Regions from separate parts of the Oncorhynchus mykiss genome. Here region 1 is linked to region 2. The links are chromatin contacts, called in public Hi-C maps. All regions are on one chromosome and are shown on one strand. Each heading gives the region's core, a stretch centred on a gene start, on an enhancer-like site or on the middle of the called end of the contact. The rest is flanking DNA. Distances are from core to core; before and after follow the strand shown. Region 1 holds the start of ociad1 (OCIA domain-containing protein 1). Region 2 holds the start of slain2 (SLAIN motif-containing protein 2).

Evidence for each region. A called contact is a pair of places that touch in the nucleus more often than the background predicts.
Region 1: a Hi-C map of blood shows a contact between it and region 2, with 4 times the contacts expected there. The contact joins the promoter of ociad1 here to the promoter of slain2 in region 2. A contact is called at or near these places in 2 of 3 Hi-C or Micro-C datasets (blood and liver).

What each region holds. Positions count from the first base shown.
Region 1 is chr5:73,954,332-73,957,031 of USDA_OmykA_1.1, forward strand. It overlaps ociad1 (OCIA domain-containing protein 1), which reads left to right and starts at 1,335. Exons shown (of 9, transcript XM_036978377.1): 1 at 1,335-1,567; 2 at 1,948-2,032. The coding sequence starts at 1,517.
Region 2 is chr5:73,805,521-73,808,220 of USDA_OmykA_1.1, forward strand. It overlaps slain2 (SLAIN motif-containing protein 2), which reads left to right and starts at 1,433. Exons shown (of 10, transcript XM_021604293.2): 1 at 1,433-2,185. The coding sequence starts at 1,713.

The DNA of each region.
Region 1 (2,700 bases), core at 85-2,584, 150 kb after region 2:
GGTGTGATCAAGACCCTCCCCCATCCCCCAAGCCCACCCAACCCCATCCGACCTTACACTTTAGGACCTTTAATCATACGATTTTTGTAAAGGTCATCTAGGTGAAAATCAGATTTTTTCAAAATGCAAGACTCTTTAAAAGCTTTGGTCACCGACTTGACAAATGATTTGCTCAAACGAGCCCAACTATTTCAATCTGGAGCAAGTGTTGGTCTTGAGGCTTTGTTGTGTCTGGACCGGGCGTGCTAGTTGTCAGAGCCGAGGGTTGCACCGAGGGTCAGGATAAAGATGAGTCTGTGATGGTAGGAGTGACATTTTTGGAAAAAAGTGGACCCTTGCCTTTTGGCTTATCCATTTGTGGTTTCAGGGTGGTTGAAAACAGAGTTGGGTGCTGTGGAATCGGTGAAGGTAACCAGAAGTGGTCTTGTGATAATTGTTTGTGTTTCTGCTGATCAGAGGGTGCAGGCGCTGCACATTAAACAAATGGGGACAAGAGATGCGAGTTGTTTTGCACTCAAGAAAAGGGCACCATTGAAAGGAGTGATTACATGGTAGCGGTAAATGTGAAAGTTGACCAACCGAAGGGGAAGATTCCCAGTGTTTGTCATGCACATCATTTGTTGCGACTTAGACAGGATGGCGTAAGAGTTGTTGTGTGTTCTTTTGTGTTTTGATGTTGAGCCGTTGCTGGACAAAGTGATGTTACAGGATATCTTATATACTCTAGGAACTTTTGTGCCGAATACATTACATTGTTACAGGTGTCAAGCTTATGAGCATGTGGAAACAGTGTGTAGGAGGAGGTTCCTAGGTGTTAGAAGTGTGCAGAAGGGCATGAGACAAAGGAATGTGTAACATTGGGGAAAGTAGTGGTATGTGTTAATTAAACGGGTGCCCATGGGGCTGGGGATCAGAAATGTCCAGTGTGAGAGAGGCAGGTGGAGGTTTCCAGGGTTAGAGTAGCACAGAAGTTGTCGTATGCTGAGGCAGTGAAGAAAGTAGAGGAAGATGGGTCAAGGGGGAGGGATCCTGAGAGGAGTGGTGTGAGTAGTAGATCTGTACCAGTATAGAGGGATAGGCCAACAAGTCATTTCAGGCTATTGGACTGAGATAGGACTATATATAGTTAAATAGTGGAGTTGGGTGGTGAGTGTGTAGTGTTAGATGGTAGAGTATTTGTTTATTTATTTGAATTATTTATTTATTTATTTTCAAGCAATGCATAAGGGAAGTATACTCCAGTCTAGTAGGTGGCAGTAATGCAACATTTATTGGATGTCAACCGCCGTTAAACCTCACCGAAGAAGAAGACTGGGCACGCTTCTTTACGCGTGACGTCTACACTCAGGTTTTGCGTAAGGCAATCGCCTTCTGATTTCAACAGCTTCCCTGCTTTGAGGCAGAGAGCTTGGAGGTCATTTTTGAAGTTTCAATTGTTTCCCCTGTTACACATGCACATAACCTCGAAATAATGGTGTAGCAAATTTTTCTCCTCACTTCAATTTATTTTCTAGTCATGTCACAAACGTCAATGGGATTCACTGATCAACAACAACAAGGGGCTCAGGTACAGTAACAAGCTAACAGTAGCTAGCTAACCGCTAGTTAGCGTTCTGCGGATTAGCTTGCAAGTTAAAGTAAAATGGCTTGCCAAACAAACAGTTTTCCCAAGCTAGCTACAACAACACTGTATAGTCGCTAACTGAAACATGAGTAATTAGCAAGTTAATCAAGTAGTACTGTAGTAATACTATCGTCGATAACGCTACTACGCGATGCAAAGTATTTTGCTAAAGTTCGCATTTCAACCCCTCCACTCACTAACAGTAGACGACTGGCGTATGTAGTGCAGTGGAAAAGTAGAACACGACAGAGTTGAGTTTAATCTGCTATGTATATGTTATCTAGCTAATTACAATTGCTACATTTCTGTACCCTATATAACAGAGTCAAGTTGGGGCACCCTACATTCCCACGGAGGATGAGAAGAGAGTGTTTCGGGAATGCAACCAAGAGAGCTTTTGGTACAGATGTAAGTCATACTACAACATAAGGATGTGTTCCAAATAGCACCCTATTCCCAAGCCCTAATCATGACTCTGTTTCATTACACGTAAGTCATTGGACTAAGGCGTCTTCTGTACAGGGAGTTTTAAGAGCATGATGCTCTGTCTAAAAATTAACACGCATTGCTTGCAATATGTTTCTGGAAGCATGAAAGCCCATTTATGCTCTGGCAATGCGAAATGGAAGGTCCATACCAAGCATTTGACGCAACCGCGGTGCCTCCGGATGCTTGTAGAGGCCAAATCAGCTGCGTACTGCATTGCGCCGTGCGTCACAAATGTTGTAACGATGCAGAGGGATCCGTAATAGAGTTCTGCTATCCGACTCGACAGGCCCCGACGTTATAAATGGAGTTAAGGCTAGGTATCACTGAATTGATCACTAACATTCTGAAGCTGAGCTGCATTTACGGCCTCTGCAGAAGTCAAGGCATTCATGCTTCGCAGAGCTGTTGTGAAGGAAGTTGGTGTTTATTCAGTAACTCACACCCCCACTTACCGTCAACCAATCATGTAAATGCAGAGCTATACAGAGCCCGCCGCATTTTTAAACAGTTTTGGAGGAGCACAGCGATGTGGTACGGCACTCAATATGGACACTGTATGCCTCCGGAGGCTCTGCAATTGTGTCACA
Region 2 (2,700 bases), core at 183-2,682:
ATGACAGCCTACCCTGGATGACACTGGGCCAATTGTGCCCTGCGTGACTCCCAATCACAGTCGGATGTGATACAGCCTGGAATCGAACCAGGGACTGCCTCTTTTGCACTGAGATGCAGTGCCTTAGACCTCTGCACCACTTGGGAACCAAAGGGGTACAGGTTAGTTGAGGTAATTTGTACATGTCGGTAGGGGTATAGTGACTATGCATAGATAATACACAGCGAGTAGCAGCAGTGTATAAACAAGGGAAGTGAGGGTTTGTCAATGCAAATAGTCCGGGTAGCCATTTGATTAATTGTTCAGCAGTCTTATGACTTGGGGGTAGAAGGTGTTAAGGAGCCTTTTGGACCTAGACTTGATGCTCCGGTACCGCTTGCCATACAGTAGCAGAGAGAACAGTCTATGACTTGGGTGACTGGAGTTTTTGACAATATTTTGGGCCTGACACCGCCTAGTATTTAGGTCCTGGATGGCAGGAAGTTTGGTCCCAGTGATGTACTGGGCTGTAAGCACTACCCTCTGTAGCTCCTTACGGTCGGGTGCCGAGCAGTTGCCATACCAGGTGGTGATGCAACCGGTCAGGATGCTCTCGATGGTGCATCTGCAGAGCATTTTCAGGATCTGGGGACCCATGCCAAGTCTTTTCAGTCTCCTGGGGGGAGTGCACTCTTCACAACTTTTTTGGTATGTTTGGACCATGATAGTTTGTTTGTGATGTGGACACCAAGGAACTTGAAAGTCTCGTTCTGCGCTCTTTTCCTGTAGTCCATGATCATCTCCTTTGTCTTGCTCACGTTGAGGGAGAGATTGTTGTTCTGGCACCATACTGCCAGGTCTCTGACATCCTCCCTATAGGCTGTCTCATCATTGTTGATGATCAGGCCTACATGTCGTCAGCAAACTTAATGATGGTGTTGGAGTCGTGCTTGGCCGCACAGTCGTGGGTAAACAGGGAGTAGAGGAGGGGACTAATGTAGTGTTGTTGTTCGGCTGGAGACATAGCTGTGTAAACCTGCTACATACAGTAAGTATATATTTTTTATTTTAATTCTCACTGATATGAAAAATAAGTACCATATGTTTTCGAAACCCTTATAGCAAGCAATGATTATTGAAACGAGCGTCGGGGATTGGAGTTCACATGGTCCCACCGGTAAGCAGTGCTTCCAGCTGAGAATCCTTGGGATAAGGCAGAATGCCTTAATGACTTGGGTTCTGGAGAGCAAAGTAAATCTGAAATCTAGACCTTTGATAAGCAACGTGTTAGCAGAATTTAGCTGATACTTAACAGCAGTTAGCTGAAACCACCATATTTTCCTTGTACTGTATATTAGCTCACACAATACTTTCCATTCAGTACAGTGTGTGGCATTATCGATACTGTAAACCCGAGCTTGGTTACGTGCTCGTTACCGATGTTTCACGTGATGACGTAGCCTTGCCTTGCCTGTTGGTCTTTCAGAGTTGGCGACGGGAACAGCAAAAATGGCCTTAACCCTGCCTGTGTGTATGAATATTTGGAGAAGATGACGACGACGACGATGAGCCCAATAACTTATTTGAACACCAAAGTGTCTTCAGTAAACACCTAAATATTGCTTAGGGTGACTAACATATCGTGACCACCAGCGAAAAAGAGGAAACAAAAGACCACAAGCAGCGGCATTTTTATTTTGTGTTGCTGGTGGTGGCGCTAACCAACGTTAGCTATGGAGGATATAAACTCAAACATCAACGCGGACTTAGAGGTGCGGAAACTACAGGACTTGGTAAAGAAACTCGAACAACAAAACGAGCAGCTCCGTAGTCGGTCTTCGTCTGGAGCAGTGTCAGGGAACCATAGACCCCATAGTGCAGGATACGACTCTCGTTTATCAGCCGCCTCAGCGGCGGGGCTGGCCGGCTTCCCTGGGGTGGGGTTCGGCGGAACTGGCTATGGAGGGATTTTGGAAAACTCCCGTTGTTTGAGTCCCAGACTGTCATATGATGGCATCAGTTTCAGGAGAGCATATGAGGGCGAGGGGGCATCGGCTGCCACCTCTTTCACTGGCACCAATTCCTATTTTACTGACGCAGGGGAAACACTGGGTTTTATGGATGAAGGGGAAACTTCTATATTGGATGAAGTAGAAATCCTCGATCTCGAAGACATGGATTGTCTTCATGAAGATCAAGACAGCTGGTGAGTGATACAACACGATTACACCATCTGTAATTCAAGTAGTTTGAGGGCTGTGCCAGAACACAACAGCACGCCCTAATGCATTTGGCTACCAGTCAACCAGTGTACCTGTGCGCCCATATATGTGGCACCTCAAAAGCCGAGCGCAGCTGTTCCAGACATTAGCTGTCTACGATGACAACCGCCTGGGAGGTAAATAATTATCGCTGAAATTACTGCATAGGAATGTACCGCATGGTCATGTTCTAAATACAATAATCGCCGGCCACAGACACTGAGGTCATCACACACACTGCAGACAGATTGTCTGTCGTTCATTGTTGATTAGTGAGTGAGTGAGGGGTGGTGGTTGGAATGAAAACCAAATGGAAAGGGGATCACATGTGTGAACTGTCAAACCACCCCCTGCTCTTGTCACGTTACATACTCGTCAATGATATATTACTGGAACTTGGCATTCATTGTTCTGTGGTTGTTGCTCATGTGCTTTAATTAATCACAGCCCTTTATTATTA